5 separate regions of the Mus musculus genome follow, and regions 1, 3, 4 and 5 are each linked to region 2. Evidence: chromatin contacts called from public HiChIP or PLAC-seq and promoter capture Hi-C data. All regions are on one chromosome and are shown on one strand. Each heading gives the region's core, a stretch centred on a gene start, on an enhancer-like site or on the middle of the called end of the contact. The rest is flanking DNA. Distances are from core to core; before and after follow the strand shown. Region 1 holds the start of Uqcrq (ubiquinol-cytochrome c reductase, complex III subunit VII). Region 2 holds the start of Rad50 (RAD50 double strand break repair protein). Region 3 holds the start of Hspa4 (heat shock protein 4). Region 4 holds the start of Slc22a4 (solute carrier family 22 (organic cation transporter), member 4). Region 5 holds the start of P4ha2 (procollagen-proline, 2-oxoglutarate 4-dioxygenase (proline 4-hydroxylase), alpha II polypeptide).

Region 1 (2,700 bases), core at 31-2,530, 280 kb after region 2:
CACCCAGATGGCAGAAATCAGGACAGTGTTTTAGTCCTTGATTAAAGTATTTGTGTCCCGGCCTTGGAGGTGAGATCAAGCTAGATAATGTTTAAGGAAAATGGGGGCAGGGTGGAGGTGGGGGGGAGAATGTGCAGGTGCACCATGAAAGGCTATCTAGCACCCCTTGGAAGGAGACTATCTCTTGGGAGAAAGTCAAAACACACTAATGACACAGGATAAAAAAAAAATCAGTTTGCCCAGCACCAGATAGATAAGGCTGAAGTACTCTTGCAAAACTGAAGCTCACCGCCAAACTGCCCCAGTTTGATTGCCAGATTATTTACAGCCAGTTAACCCATTTACAGCCACTGAGAGGAGGAGAAAGGGCGGTGAGTCCCACAGGATAATATTAGCTAGGAGAATGAATGCACTTTAGAGAAAACATAACAGTTCCTTAGAGAGTGGGGTCTGGGTTTGATGACACACTCAGCCCAAACCCACCACTTTCTCCTTGGCTCCCATCACCACTATGTGCGTCTGACAACTGCCACACTCGTTCGTGGCTGAACTGGGAGAAACGTTTATGTCACATCTTGGACAAGTCTACAGCCTGCCAGTGGCTTGCTAGGCAGTGTGTACCAAAGCTCTAGATCCGTGTCCTTAATTTTGTACTGTGGTCAGTGAAGGCCCTTTTGGTTATGAGGACCACATATACCTGGTGGAGAGTAAGGGACAGCAGAAGAACGAGGAGAACAAGTCTTTTTGTTTTTTCTTTTTAATTTTTGAGCAGCTGCCGGCTGTTATGCAAAGGCCTGGTACTGAGCGGAAAGGACCGCCTCTTGGAACACCCAGGTGCTCCTAAGCCACGCCCATCACCCTAATCCGCGCCCCATGCACCTATAGGCCCCGCCCCGTGCACCTCTCGACGGGGGACCTTACGGACGTATCCACCTAAGATCCCCAGGGTGGCTAATAAGCCCCGCCCACTTGCTTGGCACCCCTCCCACCAAGCCACCATTCCTCTTCAAGCCCCGCCCCTTGGCAACATCAACCTCTCCCGTGCGTTCACTACTTACCGTAAGCCCACAAGCACCTCTATAAGCCCCACCCACGTGTCGCTAGAAGCGCCTCTAAGCTCCGCCCAGCCCTCTTGGTACTGGTCCTTTCCGGCTACACGAAGGTCAGGCCACGCCCACTCAGGTCAACTGACAATTTTTTTTTTGAGTCTCCCCCTTGAGATCGAAAGAAAATGGTAGTTCCCGGAAATGACTTCACGTTCTCTAGGCTCGGCTTCCGCTCCTCCCGGAAGTGACGGGCGAAAGCCGGCTCAGAGCTCTGGAGGTAGAGGTGACCGATCCTGGGGGTCGGTGTTAGGCCGTGGGAGGTTTTTCGCGAGACTGAGCCACGCGTCTATCTTCTGTCCCAGGGCCGCCGTCACCATGGGCCGCGAGTTTGGGAACCTGGCGCGGATACGGCACGTGATCTCCTACAGCTTGTCGCCCTTTGAGCAGCGCGCCTTCCCAAGCTATTTCAGCAAAGGCATCCCCAACGTGCTGCGCCGCACTCGCGAGCGCATCCTGCGCGTGGCGCCGCGTGAGTGCGGGGCGGGCGGGGTACAGCCGCGCACCTCTCCTTCCGACGCCCTCGCGGGGCAGACGTGGAGGAGTTCTTATCATATCGAAATGACTGGCCTAAGGTCACTTGGGTGACTCCAACGGCTCCCTCTGAGGTCATCGCTGGCCACTATCTGTGATGAAAGGCTGATGCAATCAGTGTCTTGTGTTAGATGTGCGGCCGATTTTGCTGTCGGTTTCATGGCATTGTGAATATCCGTGAAGGTGCACTTAAATTTGATGGAGAGGTTGAGGCCCGATCTTGCTGTAGAAGCCAGGCTGGCCTTAAACTTGAGATTTTACTGCCCTCTCCTCGGGACTGTTGGCTGGAATTGTAGGCATGCGCCAGCACAACAGTACTTTTTAAAATGGTGAAGATTATGTTAGGTAAATTCCGTGATTTTTTTTTTTTTAATTTGGTGTTAACTAGGAAAGCGAAGGCCACATCTTCCTGGGCTGATATCTTTGTTTTGGTTGCTTATAAAATGGTTGTGTACTATAACCATTTTGAACCTCTTATTAAAAGTAGTTTCTGGTCATAATGGTGTCTACATTTAATCCCCAGCAATCCTGAGACAGAAGCAGGTGGATCTATGTAGTTTTGAGGGAGTTCTAGACCAGCAAGGGCCTTATACTGTGAGCTTGTCTTAATACAGCAACAGAAACTTAGGGCTGGGGATGGTTCAACATCTTTCCTGCTCTTTCAGAAGATCCAGATTCCATTCCTAGCACCCATATGGTGGCTTACAATCATCTGTGACTTAAGTCCTGAGGGATTTGCCATTCTCTTACTCCCTTAGTCACCTCGGTATGCCCTGAGCCACAGCACGCACGCATGCCTTTAATCCCAGTGCTTAGGAGGCAGAGGCAGGCAGATCCCTGAGTTCATGGACAGCCAGGCTTACACAGAGAAAGAAACCCTTTCTCCAAAACCAAACAAACAGTTGAAGCTAGGGACAGTAGAAGGACAGGCAGAATTGGTTGAAAGTCAGAAAGGAGGACATGGACTGACAGAGGTGGGTGGATCTCTTGTTTGAGGTCTGTCTGTCCACTCAAGGAGGCCATATCAAAAAAGGAAAAAAAAAAAAAAAAGCCAGAGAGCTGG
Region 2 (2,700 bases), core at 196-2,695:
CCACCTCTTCTCTTCTCAGCAGTTAATTCCATTGTAGTTCTCTATGGGCTCCCTTTCCATGTCAGCATGTCTACTGATGCTGTCCTTGTTCAGGTCTTGTTTAGGCAGCCATATTGCTATGGTATCATGTGTGAAATTTTCTGTCATTTCTAGGAGACACAATCTCACAGGTTTCCTGGACCTCTGGTTCTTACAATCTCTTCACCCCCTCTTCTGACATGTTCTGTGAGCCTAGGTCCAAGAGTTGTGCTGTTGATCTATGAATCAGGGCTGGGCACGCCAGGCCAGCCTTTTATTTTTGTATGAGACAGGGTCTCACTCTTAGTCCACACTTAACAGTGAAAGGCATCCTCCTGCCTCAGTCACTCACCTGAGTGCAGGAATTACAGGTTTGAGCCTCCATAGCCAGCCCCTTTCTACCTAATTCCTACCTTGTGACCTTGTTGACAGGAGCGGACTTTCTTCCTACTTATAAGAACCCTGTCTTGGAACAGCATCTGGTTTTGGGTCCACAAACTTTTGGTCTTAAACTCCTTTTGCACTTTTAAATACTGCTGAGGGTGGAGGCATTGTATATGTTACTAATAGTTCAGTGGCAAAACTTTAAAAAAAGCCTACACACACATATATACTTTGTGTATTGCCTGCATGTATTACAGCATGTCTATGCCTGGAACTCAGGGAGGTCAGAAGAGGGTGTTAGATCCCCTGGAACTGGAATTACAGATGGTTGGGGCCACCATGTGGGTGCTGGGAATTGAACCCCGACAATCTGCAAGAGCAAGTGCTCTTAACCACTGAGCCACCTCTCCAGCTCACAAAACCATTAGCTCTGCAAGGATCTCAACACAAGCCTATGTAAGCATTAACTAGCAACATTTACAGCTTAGTAGAAATGAAAACTGATTTATTCTAAAGGAAAAATATATACAAGAGTGCAGTCTATTGTAATGGCAGCACCACAGTCACGTGATCAAGAGAAACTACTCGCCACTATAAAGTGAAAAACCAAAAAAAAAAAAAAAAATAATAATAATAATAAAAAGTGACAGTGAAAAACGCTGTTAAACAGTACTGTCCGTACAGTAGATGTCATTAACAAACCACTAACTGGGGTCTCCGACTGCACCCCAGCCTACCCATGCGGTCCAGGGATCCAAATGTGGACGTAAAGTATGGTCTTCGCTACTTAAGATGGGCTAGGAGGCTCTGTAATAGCGACGCTTGGAAGACTGAGGCAGGAGAATCGCAAGTTCGAGCCTACAGAGCTAGACCCGATCTCAAAACGTCAAAGCAAACAGTGATAGGTGGCAGCTGCCTCCCTGCCCAACTTCTAAAAGACAACAGCTACTCGTCCTGCTCGTGTTGCTTAGGACTCCCACTTCCCGGCATGCCCCGGGCGTGCGAGAGGCGTGGACAAGTACGCGCCCGCCCCCACGTGACCCCAGGTCGTGCGAGGCGGGAATGTGCGAGCTTACGGTTGCTGGCTCGCTTGGCTTTTCTGGGCTGTGCAGACCCTAACCGGCCCGCGCCCTCCCGGGAAACCGAAGCCCGCGGGGCCGGAAGTGCTCTCGCCACCGGAGCTCCTGCTCGCAGCGCGTGTTCGGAACTTTTGGGTCCTCTCGCGGCGTTCCTTCCCGGCTTGCCCAGCTTCCGCCTTGAGGTTAAAACTCGCCCCTGGCACTGAGTAAAGGAACGTGGTGCAAACATGTCCCGGATCGAAAAGATGAGCATTCTGGGCGTGCGAAGTTTTGGGATAGAGGATAAAGATAAGCAGATTATCTCTTTCTTCAGCCCCCTCACAATTTTGGTTGGACCCAATGGGGCGGGGAAGACGGTAAGTCCTGAGGCGAGGGCCCCAGAAGGTGTTTAGGGCGTCGCCCTGCGCGCTGCGTGGGCCTCGGGGACCTCAGAGCCGGTCCGGCCCAGCAACTCGGAGTGTCGGAAGCCCACGCGTGCGCTCCGCTCTGGCATCTCGTTCCCGGGGAAGGCCGGCTGCGCCCCTGCTTCCCAGCCCCGCCCCCTAGTTCCGGAAGCGTAGCAGACTCTCGCCACCTACCTGTGCCCAACTGGGACCTCCCAAAAGCCCCTCCAAAAAGCTTTTTTTTTAAATATGAGAGATAGGTAACCTAGAGTTGCAAAACATGTCTACTGGTAAAACATAACGATGGAAAAAAAAAGACTTATTGTGGACATGAAGCTGATAGAGTAGCCCTAACGCTGGAAAATTATTTTATTACTTCTGAAGATTTGGGCAATGCGTTGTGACACACTCGTTTAATCCTAGATTGGCAGAGACATGCCCATTTCTATGAGTTTGAGGCCAGTTTGATCTACACAATAAGTTGCAAGATAGCCAGAAATACCAACTTGGATGTTGAATGTCAGGAGGTGGACTTTTATGTGGAAATGTTACTTGACATTGTACCAGGTCTGTTCTTAGCCTTGATCTCCTGGAAGGAAGACATAATAAAGCGCTTATAATCACTAGCTACATGTATACATATTTTTTGCTATTATTTAATTTATTTATTTTGGACACAGCATCCCACATAGCTTAGGCTGACCTGATCTTCTTGTCCACCAAATGCTAGAATTGTAGATACACACCTCCACACCTGGCTGTGAATGAATATTTGTCATAAACTACTGTGGTTCTCATCACTAAATAACACACAACTTGCTCTTTTTTTAGACCAT
Region 3 (2,700 bases), core at 154-2,653, 410 kb after region 2:
CCTCACTTATTACCTTTGACTAGAAACTCTTTGCTCTCTCCTGATGGTGATAATCCAGAGTGTGTGTGCGCGCGTGCATCCACGTGTAGAAGTGCTGTGAGGGCGGCCATGTTCTGTGAGGGCGGCCATGTGCTGCACAGAGGCTTGAGGGAGAACAGATATCCCCTGTTGCTCTCTGATGTAGTTTTTGGAGGCAGGGTCTCTCTCTGAAACTGGAGCTCTAGTTTTTGGACTAGGCTGCTAGTCAGGGAGCCCCTCCAGTTAACCTCTTGTCTTTGTCCTGCTAGGTTCTCGATGACAGATCGAGATTGGGATTCAAACCCCAGTCTGTATGGTTTCACAGCACGTATTAACTGTGGAGCCATCTCTCCCGCACGGTTTACTGTGTTGGACACCGTTAGGCACCTATGAACAAGAGGTGACAAATAAGTGAAATTTAAAAATCCTTTCAGTTTTGTGGTGTTGGGGATCCAGTCCAAGGCCCTGAGCCTGCAAGTGTTCTAGCACTGTACTCTATATCCTCAGCCACAAAACAGCCAGAAACCGGGAAACTTAGGATCTTCCTCCTGCACTCTGGGTTGGTAATAATCAGAAACGCGTTGAAGCTGGTTCCCCTCCAGCTTTCCGCAACTGGCTAACGTAGTGGTCACTATAGTTTCAGATTCTTTAGTTTAACGCAGGGTGGGGGCATGGCTGTAAGTGGGTCCCAGCACTAAGGAGAAAAGAGCTTCCGAATTTCAAGGTCATCCTTGAGGACTGTCCTGCAGGACATTCTGTCCCCTCCCCACCTACTCTATATAATAATGTGTTAGCATTCACATAAACGTGACACTGGTCTTAGACCTCCCACTCCACGGAGCATGTGATTTGGACCCTTGTGTCCAGCTCAGGGAAAACACCTAGGACTGAAAGGTCCCTCGTCTGATCACGGGAAGTGAGTGGTTAAAAGTAGGTGGAAGCGTGGCTTCGGATTCTTTTAGTTAGCGCTTGGTTTTAATACTGAGTTTTACGTAGAGCCGAGCTGAAACCCTTAGCGCCCTTAGCAGGATTAACTCGAGTTCACTGTGGGGCCTTAAAAAAAAAAAAAAAAACCCTGCAGAGAGCCTGCAAAGTCACTGCCGGAAGTCCCTCCGCGGTGACGAGCACGGCGGAAGTGGGTTCAATGCAGCTCCCCGAAGAACTGTCTCACTCCCGCTCGCCTGACTTCTGGATGGGAGGCGCCCTGCAGCTCAGGGAGGATTGTGGGGGGCTTCTCCGCGCAGGCTCAGTGGCCCACTTCGCGTCGGACCGCTTCCGTCCCCCCACTTCCTTTCACGGTTCCTGTGCCAGGACGTGACGCCAGACTTCGTCAGACGGGAGGAGCCTTGGGAGGAAAAGCGTCTGAGCCGGGGTCTCGCGAGAACGTTTCGTTTCAGCGCAGTTCTCGCGCTGCAACCTTGCTCCTGTTGCAACGAGAGCCTTCGAGATCTTCTCCGCCTCCGCGACCGGCGCCTCCTCTGCGGCCGTGGAGCCGGAGCCGCGGCCCGAGCGGTAGAGGCCCCCGTCTTTCTCCAAGCCCCAAGCCTCCTAGCGGACGGTCGTCCGGCTTCGCCCGCCCAGCCGCGGCGCTCCACCGGCCCACGCGGCTCGCCCTCTTCCACGCGCCAACCCCGCCGGGTTCCGTGTGCAGTGTCGGCGGCCGGCCCTGGGCCCGAGCCGGAGCAGTAGCCGGCGCCATGTCGGTGGTGGGCATAGACCTGGGCTTTCAGAGCTGCTATGTCGCTGTGGCCCGCGCCGGCGGCATCGAGACGATCGCTAACGAGTATAGCGACCGCTGCACGCCGTAAGTGGGGCTTGGCTGGCGGGGTCGCCTCGCTTTCCGGGCGAGGGTCCGCAGGAGACCCCCGCCGAGTGCCGGGTCGCCCGCGGCTGCCACCTGCTTCGGATCCTGGGCCTGCGCCAGGCACGAGGCCCTTTCGCGCGGGCCAAACGAAGGCTTTGAGCCGGTACTCTGATCGGCGGAGGGCAGGAGCAGGAACTGAAAGAGAAGGCGGGCCTGAGACCGTGGGATGGACCGACCGCTCTCACCTCCTTTTTTGGGGGGGGGGAGGGTTTGGGTGGTTCGGTCTGAAACGAGGTCCAGGGCTTGCTGAGCTCGTCGAATCCAATAGAGGTTCAAACTCGGCCCACGGCGAGCATTTAATAAAAGTTAACTTGCAAGATTGTGGCCTCGGGACTGGGAAGCGCTCTGAGTCCCACGTGAGTGGGGGCGGGGTGGCGCCCGGAAGATGTGGAGTCTGAGTACCCACGGCAGGCCCTGAATAAAGTCCATGCTTTTCTTGATAGCGTTTTAACTCCCTTCATTCGTTTTTGGATATTGAGTTAGGTTGGGTCATTCCTTACCCAGGCTGCTCACCTATTCCTTAACAGCGTTAGTTTTTCATGCTAATGAATTCCAGCCGGAAGGTTGCCACAATTGTTAATGCATGACTCAAGGGCTCTGTTTGACTTCTAGAACTTACATGAAGTTATGGGACCAGTATAGACAAATCTGCAAAAAAAAAAAAAAAAAAAAAAAAGACTCACTCAGAGCTTGCTGGAGTAAAAGGGAGTCTACTTTTTAGATATATGTAGGATTTTTTCCCCCACATTTAGCCCAGGATGACCTAAAATTTTCATTCTGCTTCTGTCTGCTAGAATCTGGTATTACAGGTGCGTTAA
Region 4 (2,700 bases), core at 73-2,572, 320 kb before region 2:
GGCAGAGCTAGCTCTGTGAGTCAAGACCAGCCAGGTCTACATAGCAAGTTCCAGGACAGCCAGGGCTACATCCGAAGACCCTGTCTCAAACGAACAAAAGTAAAAAGCTAGTGTCCTGGCATACTAGGAGATGCGGCTTAAATGACAGGAAAAGAAATGTAAGTTACTGGTGGGAAGTCAGCCTAACAGTAGGACTCATGGGGGAAACTAACAAAAACAAAGAAAAAAGCAGAAGTCTCCTTCAGTTCCTTGCCAGAGTCTGATGAGACAACCCGGTTTGTGCAAAGTGTTGGGCTACTCAGCCTTACAGTCTCTCCAGGCCTGTGGATCCCAGGCTAGGGGAGCCCAGCTCTAGCTTGGGCTAGCTTGTACACTGTGCCCAGGACCTTAGATGTGAATACTGAGCAGAGAGAGAAAAAAGGCAATCCCGCTTTTGGTTACCCTGCCAGTTCTGAGGGCCAAATCTCACCAGTTTGTCCTCTCTCTGTCCCTTCCTCCCTCTGTTCCTAGACTAGAATGGGCCTTTCTGCAAATAGCCTTTCAGTCCAAGAAGGCTTTGGCACCGTGCCGCAATAAAGGACTCCGGGTGCCCCGAGAGTGCAAAAGGACAAACACCGAGCCCAGGCGTGGTGACTCCTCTATGCTCCCTCAGTGGGCCGACTTCCCTCTGGTGTCTCTATAAAGGCCACAGGGAATCTTTCGAAAGGACACTAGAACGACTCAGGGGCCCGTGATCCAGCCCTTCTAATCCAGGGCGCGCCTCTGACTCAGCATGACCTCGCACATCCTTTTCTGGCTCCAGGTCCACAGTCGCCTCTTTGCAAGGTGAGGATCCTGCTTTTCCAAGGACGCTTCTCGGGCCGCCGCCGTCCCGTGATGGACTACGGCCATGCTAAGGTTCATAAGTGAGTTCCCACGCTGGTGTGTGTGAAGAGGTGGCGCTCCTGTCCCCCACACAGGTCTCTTGGGAGCGCAGACTTGATTAACTGACCGGTCCGCCTGCTCATAATCCAGGCTGGGATTGTGGAGCAACGAACTCCTGCTCCGGGCTAGGCCTGGCTTTCGGGACGCTCCTCCCTGTCGCTCTCCCTCCCACGTGGGGCCGAGAAAGCCGGAGCTCCTAGCTGCACGCGCGTTGTCCGGCCGATTCCGGGCGGGAGGCCTGCGTGGAAGGCCGCTGGGTGCAAGGAACGGAGCAGGAGGCTGAGCCGGCCCGAGAGCTCCGCCCAGATCGGTGGAGTGCAGTGGCCTTTCGCTGCCTAGCCGCACGGGGGTGTGGTCCAGAGGACTCGGCTTCCCGGCGCTCCGCGCCAACCCCTGGGAGTTTTGCAGCACCCACGGCGTGTTTGCACGCAGCCACCTAGGAAGATCCCCTCAGCGCGCCGCAATCGCTGAATCCTTTCTCTCCACCCACCTCCCTCACGCAAGCTGAGGAGGAGAGGTGGAAACATGCGGGACTACGACGAGGTGATCGCCTTCCTGGGCGAGTGGGGGCCCTTCCAGCGCCTCATCTTCTTTCTGCTCAGCGCCAGCATCATCCCCAATGGCTTCAATGGTATGTCAGTCGTGTTCCTGGCGGGGACCCCCGAGCACCGTTGCCTGGTTCCTGACACTGTGAACCTGAGCAGCTCCTGGCGCAACCACAGCATCCCCTTGGAGACGAAGGACGGACGACAGGTGCCTCAGAGCTGCCGCCGCTACCGACTGGCCACCATCGCCAACTTCTCTGCGATGGGGCTGGAGCCAGGACAGGACGTGGATCTGGAGCAGCTGGAGCAGGAGAGCTGCCTGGATGGCTGGGAGTACGACAAGGACATCTTCCTGTCCACCATCGTGACAGAGGTAGGTGGTAGTGCTGGAGCTGGACATTGGGAATGGAGACTCCGTTGCATCCGTGCCCCCAACAGCCCCTGACAGTGCCTGGGTCAGTGTCACCTACTGTCTCAAAACTTCCAGGCACAGAGTGGGGTTGTGAGTGTATTCTCAGCGCACACTCAGAGCTGATGAATTTCTGTGTGGCATGGAGGGGATGAAAAAAAGAGAGTGTTGTCATCAACTGCCTTTTCCTTTCTGAGTTTCACAACAGAGTTTCCCAAGAGCCCTGGTGCTTCCCTGGGCAGGCCAAACCAGACTGTCTTGATTTATAGTCATAGCTATTTCCTTGCTACAGAGAATGGCTACAGTGGTCTGTTGATGGACACAAGGAAGGGTCTTGAGACAGAAGGGCCTCTATGTCGAGGCCCCCACTTTCTCGAAAAAGAGGCAGCAGCCCCTTCCTTGACACTGGTTGGATGTAAGGAGTCAAAACTAGAACCTGGCCTTTGGACACTCAAGGAAAGACCCGTACTTCTGAGGGAAGTGTAAGCTGGTGATCAAGGCTCCAGCTGAGCCCACTGCCTTACCTCTAAGTGATCAGGGAATAGGTTCCCCAAGTCACCAGAGTCTGAATGTGGACCTACTACTCCCTCTTAGTTTCCTGCTGCGTATTTGCTGAGGACCAGGTCATAACAGATAAGACAAGCACTGTTTCTGGCAAGAGCATCACCCAGAACTGATTACCTGCTGTTGGTCAAGCTGGTAGAAAATCTGCCTTCCCACCATTGCTGCTTCTGGTCTGTCTTTTTTTTTCCCTAGGCTGGTTAAACAAAAAACCAACTAGGTTCCTCCCAATGAGATCTCTGGGAACAACAGCCTCAATTT
Region 5 (2,823 bases), core at 323-2,822, 390 kb before region 2:
AGTGGAGATACACGCCAGAGGAAAGCCTGGTCAATTTAACAGGGCACTCAACCATGGGCTGACTTGGATGTGATATAAATTCAGAACAAGCAACAACTTGCAAAATCACCCTATAAATTTTGAGCTAGACAATAGACCTCTGCAAAGCTGAGAACGTTTGAGGATGTCAGAAGCTACAAAGTGGTGCACTGGGACCCTGCTCTTAGTTCCAGGAAGCTCTTCCATCAGGAGGGATAAGGTGTCAGTAACGAGATGGCCTGCATTAAGAAGCAAAATCCTTAAAGTGTCATTCTTCAGGGTAAGGATCCACTGTGTGGCCCAGTCAGGGAAGCCACGTCGCAAGGATGGAGTGAGTTGGCTGGAGGCCTTTCCCCAATGATTCTCTTGTACTGAGACTCCTTAGCGCGTTGAGAGCACAGCAGAGTTGCTGTAGGGGGCAATTCAATGATCTCCTTCAGCATAGTAAATGACACATTAGAATACAGATGACAGGAAGACCCACCTGTACTTCCCAGTAAAATCCTGCGACAGAAGTACCCAGACCCATGCTCACCTTGCAAGGGCTCAGTGGACTTTCCTCATGCAGATCTCTCACTGCTTGTGGGTGGGGCCCTTGGACAGCTATTCCCTAAAGCGGCCCTTTTCCGTTACCTTGATTCCACTACTGTACCACAGACGTGATACTGGCCCAAGCTTGCGGCCACTCAGGGTGATTCCTCAGTCCAGGTTCCTAAGTGACCAATCCAGTTTACCGGAGCCTCCCACCCCAGCCCATGTCTCCTGCCCGGAAGCATCCAGACATCTACCAAGTCCACACAGCCCAAACTCCACACTAACTCAGTACTTACCTTGCTGATGCTCTGGACCTGAACTTTCTGAGTCTTCCCTTCTGCCTGCCTCAGTCCTTGAAAGTCTCCAGGCACAGAGAATGCTCTATTTGTTGAATCAGTCAGCCAATCGCCACCGGTCTCTGAAACTGCTCAGGGAAAACATCAGAGGTTCGACAAGGATGTCTTCTGACAGATAGGAGGAGAGTTTCTGATTTAAGAGCCCATAAAACTGGCAGCGACCAAGCTGGTCCTTGCCAGGGTTGGGAGCCAGGGGTCTTCCTCATCCTAAGCAGCGCCGCCTTCGGGGCCAGGCGGGCGCCTCCGCCTTAGATCGGGGGGCGACCCCGGGGTCAGGTCGCCCCTTCCCGGGAGCCCGCCAAGTGTCCTGTCCGGCCCGGCCTAACAGTACCGGCAGGAAGGGCACCGCTGACCTCACCGCCCTAACCCTGGGAAGGGACGCGGGCGGGACAGGAACCCAGGCGGGTGCAGAATCAGGGCGCCGGACGCGGGGCACGGGGCTGAGGGACCCCGGATCCAGCTCCCGGCTCCGCGCAGAGCAGAACGCACCGCCCGGCCACCGGGACCCGAGCCCAGCCCGGCGACGACCCTGCGGACCCGCGCTCACCTGAACACGCGCAGAAGCCGGCGTTTCCAGAACCTCCCGCGGCGTCGCCCCGGCGCTCTCGGCTCCGCCCTCGTCACAGTCTCCGCCCGCTTGAGCCTCCGCCACGTCCCCACCTCCCGCCCCCCGGGCCCGCCCGGGCCTGGCTCCGAGCCACTGGAGCCTTCGGGAAGGCCCGAGCCGCCACGCGCTGCACGTATGCGATGCACACCTCCTTGCGCCGCGTGGGACCGGCACCAGGGGCGGCGCCCCCATCCCAGCCTGCTCCAGCCCTCTGTGGTCCCACCACCCCCACATCCATTACCACCGGCAAATTGCAGGAGGCTGGCGTCACTAAGATCGGGAATTGAGTATCCTGGGAGGGGAGTGGAGGGAGGGAAAAGACAAGGGTCTGAGATGTCAGCGCACCTCATCTCTCCAGATGACCCATCTCCAAAGCCTAACTGCTTCTCTGAGGGGCTCAGGCTAGCCAGGCTTCGGCTCTTCTGTAAATGTGAGAAGTTGGCGTAGCCTGGAGCATCTCATCCTAGGGCCAACCTATGGCTTATAACACAGGCCAATGAGATTGGACACCTCAACCAGCTCTGTCTGAGACACACACAGTCAAGAAGACAGGGAAGCAACCGACCTCGATCTGAACTGAAGGATGCTCTGGCAGCTGAGCAGGTTCCCACGCCTGCCCTGTAAGCTTGCTTCTCCATGAATGAGGGGAAGCAGTCTGAGAATCTCATCAGGGAGCAGAGCCCAGAACGGAGATGCCCGGCCTGTGGGACTGTGCCTGGAGTTTGGTGTGGATTTCCCTATAATGGCATGGACCAGGCAGACGGCCCAGACTAGGAAAGACAGACACACAGAAACAACTCAGAAAATACTACCTGGCCACTTGTCCGTGTCTGTGGCAGCTACCAGCCAAGAGCCCAGTTGAAACCATGCACAAACCTTTCTGCATCTGCTATGCCACAGAAAGTACAGTTTGCCCAGATCCTCAGATCCTCCCCATGCCCGCCCACTTCTCTGTCCGGAGTGGTCCTCCTCCTCCTCCTCCTCCTCCTCCTCCTCCTCCTCCTCCTCCTCCTCCTCCTCCTCCCCCTCTCCACAGGATCTTTCCCATTGGCCTATAAATACCTTCAATCCATGGCTATGGAAACATAACCCTCACCCCACTCTACCACCCACTGTGCATCTCTCCTTGGCCAACCAAGCAAGCAAAGTCCATCTTCTTGGCCTATCTCTCAGACCTTCTAGCTCCACAACAGCCCCCAACAGTTACTGTATTATGTTTATTGCTTTACCGTTGTTAAATCACCCTTACATGGTGTATGCTCTTTTTTATTTTTTTTTAAATTATCTTTAATCTTTTTTTTTTTTACA

Evidence for each region. Promoter capture Hi-C pulls out the DNA fragments that hold promoters and counts their contacts. HiChIP or PLAC-seq counts read pairs in DNA pulled down with a chosen protein or histone mark.
Region 1: a contact with region 2 is called in a promoter capture Hi-C map of neural stem cells. The contact joins the promoter of Uqcrq here to the promoter of Rad50 in region 2. A contact is called at or near these places in 7 of 39 promoter capture datasets (3T3-L1-derived adipocytes, the SN4741 cell line, cranial neural crest and 4 more), 7 of 484 Hi-C or Micro-C datasets (B cells, CD4 T cells, embryonic stem cells and 4 more), 18 of 115 datasets of contacts at active chromatin or transcription factors (the 230-238 cell line, the NIH/3T3 cell line, the SCID.adh cell line and 15 more) and 4 of 9 other capture datasets (adipose tissue, liver, macrophages and 1 more).
Region 3: a contact with region 2 is called in an H3K27ac HiChIP or PLAC-seq map of extraembryonic endoderm stem cells. The contact joins the promoter of Hspa4 here to the promoter of Rad50 in region 2. A contact is called at or near these places in 2 of 39 promoter capture datasets (the C10 cell line and liver), 1 of 484 Hi-C or Micro-C datasets (CD8 T cells) and 7 of 115 datasets of contacts at active chromatin or transcription factors (the SCID.adh cell line, acute myeloid leukemia, effector CD8 T cells and 4 more).
Region 4: a contact with region 2 is called in an HNF4G HiChIP or PLAC-seq map of pancreatic cancer cells. The contact joins the promoter of Slc22a4 here to the promoter of Rad50 in region 2. A contact is called at or near these places in 2 of 115 datasets of contacts at active chromatin or transcription factors (bone marrow-derived macrophages and pancreatic cancer cells) and 1 of 9 other capture datasets (adipose tissue).
Region 5: a contact with region 2 is called in a promoter capture Hi-C map of liver, with 2.8 times the contacts expected there. The contact joins the promoter of P4ha2 here to the promoter of Rad50 in region 2. A contact is called at or near these places in 5 of 39 promoter capture datasets (embryonic stem cells, liver and stem cell-derived epiblast-like cells), 1 of 115 datasets of contacts at active chromatin or transcription factors (trophoblast stem cells) and 1 of 9 other capture datasets (adipose tissue).

The regions. Positions count from the first base shown.
Region 1 is chr11:53,429,411-53,432,110 of GRCm38.p6, reverse strand. Uqcrq (ubiquinol-cytochrome c reductase, complex III subunit VII) reads left to right here and starts at 1,280. Exons shown (of 2, transcript NM_025352.3): 1 at 1,280-1,575. The coding sequence starts at 1,422. It also overlaps a transcript of Gdf9 not described here.
Region 2 is chr11:53,706,064-53,708,763 of GRCm38.p6, reverse strand. Rad50 (RAD50 double strand break repair protein) reads left to right here and starts at 1,445. Exons shown (of 25, transcript NM_009012.2): 1 at 1,445-1,837; 2 at 2,696-2,700. The coding sequence starts at 1,709.
Region 3 is chr11:53,299,182-53,301,881 of GRCm38.p6, reverse strand. It overlaps Hspa4 (heat shock protein 4), which reads left to right and starts at 1,403. Exons shown (of 19, transcript NM_008300.3): 1 at 1,403-1,822. The coding sequence starts at 1,716.
Region 4 is chr11:54,026,726-54,029,425 of GRCm38.p6, reverse strand. Slc22a4 (solute carrier family 22 (organic cation transporter), member 4) reads left to right here and starts at 1,322. Exons shown (of 10, transcript NM_019687.4): 1 at 1,322-1,842. The coding sequence starts at 1,450.
Region 5 is chr11:54,099,673-54,102,495 of GRCm38.p6, reverse strand. It overlaps P4ha2 (procollagen-proline, 2-oxoglutarate 4-dioxygenase (proline 4-hydroxylase), alpha II polypeptide), which reads right to left and starts at 1,572. Exons shown (of 16, transcript NM_001136076.2): 1 at 1,456-1,572; 2 at 849-976.